2 separate regions of the Arachis hypogaea genome follow, and region 2 is linked to region 1. A link is a contact called in public Hi-C data. All regions are on one chromosome and are shown on one strand. The core of a region is the stretch at or near the end of the contact, and the rest is flanking DNA. Distances in the headings are between cores, read along the strand shown. Region 1 has its middle 33 kb from the start of LOC112773129. Region 2 overlaps LOC112772592.

Region 1 (5,616 bases), core at 527-3,026:
GGCTAGAGTAATGGGGGGTAGTACCTGCAAAGACACTTCGACGCTCAAATTAGAATAGATTTGAGAAGTATAAAGTGTATAGAATGAATGACGTACCTGAAGGAACCTGTGACTCTTCTGTATATAACTGTTGGTAGTTGACTCATCTTATCTTATCTCGCTAAAATAAAGAAAATATTTGAATTTAAATGTTGGTTAGAGATTGTAAAACTAATTTAGACTGTCATCATCTTATCTTATCTAGATAAAATAAAAAAATATTTAAATTCAAATATTAGATCAAAATACTAAAAATTATTAATCCGTTTTTGGGCCGTAAAATGGCTCAATCTTAAATTTGCCAAGTTAGATTACCACTCCGAGAAAGGACATAGAAATCGAGTCCAGAAAGGTTACATACTGATTTGTCATACACATAATAATTTTTATATCTCGGGGTCTTTTTAAATGCAGAAGCAGAAATATACAATAAAAATGTTAATAAACAAACTCACATTAATTGGGCCGCATATAAATGAGGGGTAGGGACCGTGGGGGGCCAATAACGTCTGGATAATGTTACATATCCAAATAAACTACTATAGTTATTTATATCAGAAAAAAATAGAAAAAATGAAAAATATAAAAGTTAAAATATTTATAAATTTAATATTTTAATATTGTGTTAGATATGTAATTTTCTCATTTTATGTATTTTTACTTTATTTTTTAGTTGTACATACTTTAACTTATTTTTCTAGAAATTGTGAACATAATTAGTTTCAATTAAAAAAAAAAACATTTACTTTCTTGGAAATAAATTTTACAATTTTCACATCATCACGCAGCAACTGAAAAATTACACCATGTGGAAAACGTTGCATGGTTTGTAATCAGTTATTTTGGTACTCAATATCAATAATAGCTGATAGGGATTATTGGGTGATTTGGGAATTTGATTATATATATGTTTTGTTTCCTCGTGGCTCTCATGCAATTTTTTTATTTTATTTCTTTCTTCTATCTTCTCTTTTCTTTTCATTAATTCTATTTCTTCTACGTCTACTCTCTAGTTGTTCCAATAGAAAAAAGGAGAAAGAATATTAAAAAATAAAAATGACATTTTTTATGGTTTGGTTGAAAAAACAAAAAACCAAGAGGTGAAATGTCTGTAGGACTCAACTCCAAATTTTTTTGCCGTCAAGGAACTAAAATTATTAGAAAAAAAATGTTCGAAAATTATTAGAATGTATTGTTTTTTTTTTTTGTTATTAATTATTTGTTAATATTTAAAAGTGTGGACTAAATTATGTTGTTGAATTACTAAATTAAAATAATTGGATTTATGACTAAAAGTGATAATAAAAAATAATAAATTCTAATGACGCTTTAACATTTTTCTTTAGAGAGCTAAATATAACTTAAATGACAATTATGCCTTCTCTCATAACATTTATATGTTATTTTGCTATAAGATTATATATGTCAATTTTAATTTTTTTTTATTATTTTTATTCTCTTATCTATTTTTTTATTTTTTTACTTTTCATTTTCTTTCTCTCAATTTTACCTTTGCAACCAATCAAACTCTTAATAAAGGTTTTATGCAATTCCAAATTCATATACATTCTTTTTCCCACGATATCCTTTAATCCATCGTTTAAGTGTTTATCTCCAACCAATAGATTACTTCATATTTGCATATACAAAGCAAAATTCCACTTAACTAACTACTTGACAATCCAAATTGGTTACTCACATACACTCTTGTATAGTTGCGTGTATTTTTGTCATTTTACTCTCCTTAGCAATCGGCGTTTAGTATGGGCCTAAGAAATTAAAGCCCAAGTCACAGTAATCGGTCAGTGCAAAAAGAGATCCCTGAAAACGGGCTTCTTTTTCTTTTTGGGTCTGCAATAGGCATCTTACAATGATCTGAAGTTTAAATCTTAATATTCCAGAAATAGTCCAGAAATAGTCCAATGATGCGCATATTAAAAAAAAAGAGTGAATATTATAGATTTAGCTGATGGATGTCCAATGATATATACTGGTTAAAAAAAACTAATTTGGATTGATCGAGTGGTCAGCTCACTCGTCCGCTTAAACAAGTGTCGGAGGTTCGAATCCTGCCTTATGCATACAGCAATCCATTGGCCAGCGGCAGACCCTTAAATAAAGTTCAGATCCACGACGGATTAGTTCTTCATCTGTAGGGTTGGGAGATACCATAGACAACCAAATAAAAAAATATATACTCGTTAATAAAGAACATGGTTAAAAATATTAAAAAATTTTTATCACTCAATATATATTCAAAACTTTAAATAGTCAGTTTTCGATCAACTTTTTTTTTCTTTTTTAATTTTCGTATTAAATATTCCATAAAAAAAATACTAGAAACCAATAGAATTTATTATTTTCCGCTAACAGTTAATCAGAAATTTTTAAAAGTGTAAACTAAAAGTAAGTTAGATTACTAAATTAAAAAAATTAAACTGATAACTAAAAATACTGATTAAAAATAATAAATTTTATTAGCCCTTAAATTTTTTTTTCATAAATATTTGTTTGCAAATTTCAAATAAGTATAGAGTAAAAACTCGTCATTCATAAAAATAATTATTGTTCCGCATAAACTATTTTTTAATTGCCAACAATTAATTTTGTGCATATAGCTTTTTTTTTTCTAAAAAAAATTTTAACAAATTTGAAAAACTAATAATGTGAAAAACTAAAACGTATTCGAAAAGGAGAAAGATTAATTAGAGTGTGTACACACAGAATTCCATAATCAAACGAGATATATACACATAAGATTAATCACAAAGCTGTGTGGACTAATCAATTCTGCATGGCTAGCTATAATTCTTTATGCTCTATTACTATTATTTACTAATACAATTATATTATTTATACAAAAGAAATTAACTACTAATCTATCACCACATATAGAAATACATTTTTAATATCTCAAACTTTTTTTTATTAAGAAGGCATTCAGATAAAAAACGTCTAAAACGTTTTTTTTTAAAGATATTTTTTAATAATTAAAATTTAATAAATATAATCAATTAAATCATATTATTTTTGTTAAAATTAAGCCAAACAAATTAATTTGACCGAAAAAATGATGAATCAAATTTTAAATTAGTCTAAATTAATATTATTTTTTATAGAAAATGACTACAATCTCCCTATTATAAAAAATGACTAAAATACTTCTATTATATATATTAATTTTGAAAATTCTAAATTCTAGCCTTTTTCATCTCCGTCGTCATAGGGTTAGAATTTAAAATTTTAAAATATATATATATATATATATATATATATATATATATATATATATATATAATAGAGGTATTTTTGTTAATTTTTTATAATAAAAATATTGTAGTAATTTTTTATTAAAAAAATATTAATTTAAATTTGTTCAAAATTTAATTTATTTGTTTTTTGCCTAAATTAATTTGTCCGATCTAATTTTAATAAAAATAACATAGTTTAATCGGTTATATATGTTAAATTTAAATTATTAAAAAATATCTTTAAAAAAGGATGTTTTTGACATCTTTATTTGAGTAGCTCCCTTTTTATTATACTTGCTTAAACAAGTATAATTATGTAATTAAAAAAATGTGAATATAATTAATTTGGTGGCAATATTTTTTATTCTACACGTACCATTTTTTTTTTTTTTTTGGAATAACATAAAAGCTATAAAGCTCACATTAGTGTATACACAACAGTAGCTTATTGCATTTTGAATTTTGAATTTTTCATAAGTGACCCCGACAACAAAATAATAAAGATGTATGTGAAGTTTAATTTGAACCTTAAATTTGAAGAAAAAGATGTGAATTGAAGTTATGAACATTATTGCAGCATGGATCTTGTTATGTACGAAAGACACGGTTCAATGTTGTTGTTGCGTTGCACGCACCCTTCCCAGACAACTCTACATACCTATCATATCAACAAGGTTTCTATGTATCTCTTAAACGGTGCAATCAAGAGAAATTAATGGCTACCCTTTCACAATTTTCTTCACATTTCACATCATCACACTCAGACCCTACTACCCTTTCACATGCATATATATCATTATTCTTTAATTTTCGTTTCTTGCAATGTTCATGTTTATAAATTTTTTTCCAATGGTGAAAAAAATAAAATAAAAGATAGAATTGAAGTTGTATGTGTTTATGCAAGTTTGAATGAGTCATTGATGTTGATCGTGTTGTTGAAGTAATTCCGAAATGCTTGCTCTAGAAACATCAAGAGGCAAGTAGCCATTTGTATAGAAAAAGAAATTAAATCACTTTTTCTTATTTGAAAGGTCATTATTTCAGGAATGCTATTCCTTCTAGCTAGCTTGGATTCCTCTGTTGAATTCGTAGCTTAGAGATTCCAAAGCAACATTATATATGTGACTACTAGCTAGCTAGCATTAGCATTATTTTTCATACAAGAAACATATATAGTACGTATAGGGAGACAAAGGTACCTACATGTGCTGATTTTAGTTTTCCATGGTACTTCACTTTTCCACAAGTTAAATATTAGTTTATCGCCAATCCAAACTTCATGGTCTATCGGTATTAGACTGCGTTTGTTTATACTTTACAGGCATATGACAATAAAATATGAATACAGACACATAAAATTGTGTTTGACAAATAAGATATAGATAAAAATATTATATTTAAAAATATTGTATTAGTGTATTTTATGTTTATTTAGAAATGATACAAAGATATTAACAAAAAATATAATTTATTTTTTATTTTTTATTATTTTTGTTAATTTTTTTATTATTATATTTTTTTTCAAATTTTTTGAATGAAAAAAAAATGAGAATAAATTAGACTTTTAAAATTTACTATAATTTATCACCAAACAAATAAAATACAAGAACACTAATTTTTGTATCTTTGTCGTTTGTGTCTTATTCTTAGGATCCGTTTGGATAGATTCATAAGTTACTTTTTTTTTAACTTTTAACTTATGAAAATGTATGGTATTAATGTATGGTATAATTTTCAAAACCAAATTGCAACTTTCTAAAAAGTTATTTTAGTGCTGATAGAGAAGTTAAAAAAAATGACTTCTTTCATAATAAATAGCTTTTTATAACTCTTCTTTTAAAATAAGTACTTTTAGAACTAAAAAATCAAATACAAAATAATTTATTTATAAGTTACTTTTAATATAAGTATTTATTGTTTAAGCTATTTTTTAAAAATGAGCTTAGGGCTTGTTTGGGTGAGCTTCTAAGAAAATATCTTTTTTCGAGTTATCTTTTTTTGAAAGATCTTATAGAAAAGTAAAAGTAATTTTATGTTTTGATATCTCATGCAAAAAAATCTTTTTATCTATCAATTATGTTTGGATATAACAATATAAAAGTACTTTTTTGTTTATTTATTACATAAAAACATCTTTTTTTAAGGAAAAAAGATATTTTAAAAAAGATGTAAATTACAGCTTCTCAAAAAAGATGTTTTTCTGATTTTTCTAGTACTTTTACTTTTATTATTCGAAATTTGCCAAATACGCTAAAAAAAATATATTTTTTTATTGAAAAAATATCTTTTTTTATCAAAATAATGGCGCCTAAACAAGCACTTAATT
Region 2 (6,195 bases), core at 3,661-6,160, 200 kb before region 1:
CGGATATTCCATTGGTTCTTCAGTCGTGTGAATTTGAAGATATTAAGTTTATATGCTCATGAGGTAAATCTAATTTTTTCCTAGATTACAGAACATGGTGACTTGTTGTTTCACTGGATTCTTCCTAGAAATCCAGTACCAGTTAGCATATTGGAGATGCATCGTCTTTCCAATTTTTCTTCTTCGCTTGCCTAGCTGTGTGCATTTTATTTAGAGAAATTCGATACTATCACTTTATTAATTTATCTTGTATATAGATTCTGGAGAAGCACTGCGTGTACATTTGGTGAACGAATGCCAAACTTACCAGCTTGAAGCTGCTATCTTTCATGAGGCACTTCGTAATTGTGTGCCTTTATTAGAAGGTACAGCAAAATGCATTCCCGAGTTAGTGTTGCACTCCTTGTGTTTACAATGGTCTAATGTTGATAACTGATCCTTTTCCAGATCAACCTACTCGAGGAATAAAAAAGAAACCTTCACATGTCCCTATTATGCTGCGACCAACTGAGCGTGAGTTTCGGTCACCTATATTTTAAAGTTTGTATAGAAATCTACTCAAATGCATATGTCTGGAACGTTTATGAATTTTGTTCTTGTAAGCTTCACACCAGATATTGTTTACTGACTTATTCTTACTGAACTAAATGCAGAATCATGTGAAGAGCGCCGCTCCAAATTCGACTCAACATGAAGGCCATATTCATACTGCTCATCTCAATATTGTAGGCCTTCCTATATAGGTTGTATTATCAAATGATCACTTTTTTCCTAATTGAAAGTTCTGATGTAGATTGTAATCTTTTTATCTAGGCTGTTGAAGCCCCTCTGAGATTTTATTGTGAGCAAAAAAGTCAAAGATAATTAATTATCAATTGTTGATGCAAAATTACTCACCCTTACCTGCTATTTACTTGGATACTAGCACTTTGTTGTATTTAATATTTCATTCTTGTGAGTAAATGAAATGACTCAAATGAGATTAACTGAAATGAGTAATGACCAAAACTGAATGCAGCTGAACAACAATTTGCCTGGTTTTGACACTTTCAGCTTTCAAATTTATGTTTTTTTTACCAAAGATAGGTAGACTCAAATCCGCGATCTCTTATATGAGTATAGGGAGACTAATTATATAATATATATTTTATGCTGGATCTAATTATATATTTTAGATACACTTTTTTAAAAGGTAGCTACTTCCACGAAGAGATGATGTTGTAAACCATTAGATGATTTAGTCAAATATGTCAAATCATTTAATAGTTCGCAATATCATTTTCATATAAAGATGACTTTATTGAAATAATCACTATTTAAAATTTCCTTTTGATAAGTGATTTATAAATATTCGTATTCAAACACCTGAAGAGCTTAGGGTTAGTGTTCAGATCTTGATAGGATACACAATGTTGAATTTACTTGAAACTTCTATGAAAAAAACTGCAAATTTTGCTTGATTTCCGTTACAAACATGGAAATAAATTTGCTAGTTGCTATGACCAATTTTGTTGGGGAGCGGGGGGTTGGGGGGAAGAAAGAAAAAGGACAAAAGCTACTTCTAAAATGCTTTGCCTGTCCATGTTTCCAATATTTGGTGCTTCGAAGGCTTCAATCAAACTCCTCCAAACCTGTCATTCAGCATGTGGGAAAAAGGTTAAATCCCCTAAACAACTTAAATCCCTTCCATACCTTTTCCTCGATGATGGTGGGATAAGATAATCATAATGGCCCTATGCTTGTTAATTGTTATCCTGTATATCAGTATATGTACTAGTGAATGAGCCCGTACGATGCACGGAAATAAACAATTTGGACTTAATGATACAATAATTTATTATTACTTTTCATAAAAACTGAATTAAAAAAAGAATGCTTCAACATAATAATATACGAATGCTCCTATCTTGAAGACTTGAACTAAATTTGCATTCATGAAGATACTTAGTCTAAATCTTAACAGAACTATCTGAACATGTGTCACCAAAAAATCTTACAGGTCTGGGTGTTGTAAAACAAAAACTCACCAATGTGTCGTTCATCCCTTAAAGAATGTACTATTTCTATACTTGGTACTTGGTAGGAAAAAAAAATAGAATTTACACTAAAAATTTGCATTGATAAGTGCTACATAACACACTGGTTCATTGTGCTTTTCCACCTTGAAGATACACACATCATTTTCATTGTGCCAAAGAAGGATCCTCTTCCGTGCAACTTCACAGGCTTCTTCATTTGTCATCACATCCCATAAACCATCACTAGCTAGAATAAGGCACTCGTCATGTTTCTCCCGTTGCACAAACTTCACTTTCGGTTCTGGAATAATACATGGTTTCAAGTACCTATCACCTATTGGAGAAGAACTAAGATGATTAAACTAATTGCAAGGAACTAAAATGCTATATTTTTTTAGCAAAAAAGAAATACTTTTTCGTAGTGTCCTATACAAAGGCTGTACCATTTTATTCATTTTACTAGAAACCATAACCCTTATCAAGAAAAAGTTTACAGTAACTAGCATCACTTCAAATCCAACTACATTGACATAAATATGCTGCAGAGATGCCAAAGGCAGATACATACCTATGGATTTTGACATTGCCAAAACGCCAAGAACTCGGTACCCTTGCCAATGTATGACCCTTCCTACTGCAGCTTCTATCCTTGCCCACTCATCCTCCCTATTTGGCTGCAAACATGAAGTAAAGTCTCCTCTATCAGATGGCTCCAATTTTTAACTCATGAAAAACATTGTGAAAATAGAAAGAAGTGCCTTACTTTGTGGTCAGCAGACAATGGAATGCCTTGTTTTCCGCGATACACGACGGCTCTTGAATTCCAACAATTTGTGACTATTATGTGTGATTGACTCAATATGGCAACCACTGCAGTGGAGCCAGCAGTCTCAGGAGCAATTGGTTCGATTGTAGACTCTAGTCCACCACTGTTATTTCTGCCATTACCAACTTGAATTCCTCCAACTTCATCATCTACTTTCTGAAAACAACCTACAAATGCTTTCTTCCAATGGTCTTATAAAGAATCTCCCAGTTCTATTTCTGCCAAACTTGGTTGTGCAGCTTCTATCTCCTCAATCAAAGCTGAATGCAGGCGTTTTCGGCAGTAATTGGCAAGCTACCAACCAAAAAGAATAACAAAATAAAATCCAGTTAGCGTCAGACTTCAATAAAAGTTGTATAATTTTATTTTGTTAGTGATTTTTAACTAATACCTGAAAGCCTCCATGTCCATCATAGACACCGAAAAAGTGGGCCAATGATATTCAGTTGGGGTAGCCACTATATTTGATTGTCACAAATTGAATTGCATGGATAACTGGAAACATCATGTGCATAGAATACATAGTGGACATGTAAATTATACAGGAGTTAAAGAGTGATGGCATTAGTTGGATTGTAGTGCAGTGGGAAATCAAGCACAGCAATAATCTGCATTTCAGCTAAATTTCAAAAGAGAAAAGAAACAAAATGCTGAAGACCTACATATCACATTCTCGATGACATATAAAGCTTCCAAGAAAAATGATCATCATAATTTTGTGACCACAAAATATCAACTGAATGAAGGGTTAATAACTCAAAACAAAACAAATAAAAAAACAGAAAGATGAGTTTAGTTATATTTATAGGTCTATGATTATTGGTTTTGCATAGATTAAAATAGAACAACCAACTAACCATAAAGTTATGACATATTGCCTCCATAGGAAGAATTATATTAAAATTGAAAACAAATTTTGGTTTTGCTAATAGAGGACAACAGAAATTAAAATACCAATAATATCACACTATCACAAAAAATTAATGTAATCTGATACTATATGCATTTAGATTTGGAATTGAATCCTAAACGAAGACAAAATGCATAAAGCACAAATCAAGAGGGCAGAATAGATTATTTGTTTTTTAAAAAAATAAGTTAAAAAGAATATCTTGCCAAACCATATATCCTAGAGGAAGAACCAAACATAACAAAGGAACAAAAAAGATAATGAAGGACCTTAATTATTTTTCTTTTTCTTTTTTTTTTTTAAATTCAATCCAGCTAAAACATTACTGATGAACACCGAAACACTAAATCACATCGATTACAATCAAACAACAAACAATTAAAACAAAAAAAAAAAGAAATAAATTAAAGTAAATAATAAATTTAAGCAATTAAAATTGGTTCCTAGAATTAAACAATGTAAAAATTAACTCAGAAGGCAGAATATATACAACAATCATACAAAAATTAACTCAGAATATGTAAAAATTAACAAGAAAAAATTTGGCCATGATCCCCAATTTAAATTTGAAATTTCTTGAAGTAATTAGATTCTTGTAGTGTTTATGAAGAAGGGCCACGACATGCATGATTGCAGAAACAGGAACGAAAAAATTTTAAATTTGACCATGATCCCCAATTTACATTTGAAAGTTCAATAGGCGCACACCTTCAGATTAGAAATGGTTCTTAATTGAGATTTGATTACACAATTGTTGAAGCAAGCAAACCCTATAATAATTACATGAGCAAAAGTTAACAAAATAAAATAAAATTAATTGAAAAGCTGAAGAACTCACTGCGGCAGAGAGGGTAGAGAAGGATCGCGATGACAAGAAAAGGAATTATCATCGAAGAACTCACCGAGCAGTCGACGACAAGAAAAGGATCGCGACGGGAAATCGAAGAGCGCCGGCAAAAAACGAACGTGCTCGTGGGTTCTGTGCACGTGAGTGACGCTAATGGGAGAAGTGGGATGCTCGGTTGAGGCTAGTCCGGCTGCGACGGCAGCCTCTGGCTGACGGAGAGTAGCTCGGCGATGGAAAAGCGGGATGTTGCTCTGCTCTAATAGGGTTTAGGGTTGGGTTTGTGAGAGAAAGAAGGGAGAGGGGGACGGTGCCCTTTGTTTTCGAACAAAACGACGCCGTTGTTTATGCTTTAGCGAACTGGGCCTTAAAAAACCCGACCGGTTTGACCGATTGTTCAGTTAACCATCGATTTAGTCGATTTTTTACCCGAGTTTTTGCACAACGGTTTTGTGTTCTCTTTCCTTTGGAATTTCTGTTTGTTCTATTCCATCTCTTTTTCACCAAATAATAACTAGTTATCACAAATCACACTGCACTACTGTCAAAATTTCCTCCCTATTTTCTTCAAACCTGTCATTTAATTTTACAACAAAATATCCAGAATTAAGCCTTTTTTTAGTTTATTATATAAATAATTATGTTGGAACTATGCTTAATAAATGGATGAAATGAGAAAAAAAATTATTTCTTTGTCAAAATATGCTAATCAAACTCTTAATTTATGTGTAATTAATTATCATCTAATTTTGTAAAATCATGCGTATAATTTTTAGTTATAATGTGTTGTGTAAGGATTGTGTGTCATTCTTTGTTCATGATAGATTATATTATTATGGTGAATGTTATATTATGTGAGTTAAGTAAATTTTTTATATGTCTCTTAAAATGACTCAACAGTAATTTCTAATATATAACTAAATATCGTATAAACTAACTCCACCAAGTTTATTAAAGATGTATTTCGAGGATAGGATACTAATAAAAGAATGACCTAAACTAAAAAAATGGCTAACAAAATATGACGTGCAGTGTCTCAGCAAATATAAAATGCGCTGAATTTCAAAAAATAATTCTTCAATTTTTTTGTAATCGTGACTGTTTTTTTAGCATATCTTTCATATATGCATGTGCTTTATCCATAATTTCTGACTTCTTCATATTGAATTCCTTACTCACTAAGTCAATCGCTAGCCTCATCCTATCATTGTCATATACCTAGTAATTTTAAAAAGCACGAAGCAATTTGAATAATATATATATTTAGATATATATAGCATTTTTCTCTAATAATTATACACAATTTAGAACATGAACTAGATCGGTCACCGTGATGCCAAAATTATCAGTCCACTGGTGCACGAATTGTAAATCACACTTTTCACAACTCGTACCACTAACCAGCAAGTGCACTGGGTCGTCCAAGTAATACCTTACGTGAGTAAGAGTCGATCCCACGGAGATTATCGGCTTGAAGCAAGCTATGATTATTTTGTAATTCTTAGTCAGGAAATCAATGATAAGAGTGATTATATTTATGAAGAGTAAAAAGCATAAATTAAATAGTACTTGTTATGCAGTAATGGAGAACAGATTG

What was found. Hi-C and Micro-C count contacts between places; a contact is called where the count stands out from the background.
Region 2: a Hi-C map of an unstated tissue shows a contact between it and region 1, with 3 times the contacts expected there. The contact joins two enhancer-like sites. A contact is called at or near these places in 3 of 8 Hi-C or Micro-C datasets (leaf and an unstated tissue).

What each region holds. Positions count from the first base shown.
Region 1 is chr18:32,247,606-32,253,221 of arahy.Tifrunner.gnm2.J5K5, reverse strand. No RefSeq gene overlaps it. Among protein-coding and RNA genes, the nearest start is that of LOC112773129, 33 kb to the right of the region's middle. Within about 2 kb of position 1,776, at least 1 of the 3 cell types and tissues checked has open chromatin away from gene starts, as enhancers often do.
Region 2 is chr18:32,452,031-32,458,225 of arahy.Tifrunner.gnm2.J5K5, reverse strand. LOC112772592 reads left to right here. Exons shown (of 9, transcript XM_025817557.3): 6 at 1-63; 7 at 258-365; 8 at 448-513; 9 at 654-889. The coding sequence ends at 62. It also overlaps the pseudogene LOC112771334. Among protein-coding and RNA genes, the nearest start is that of LOC112772592, 5.6 kb to the left of the region's middle. Within about 2 kb of position 4,910, at least 3 of the 3 cell types and tissues checked have open chromatin away from gene starts, as enhancers often do.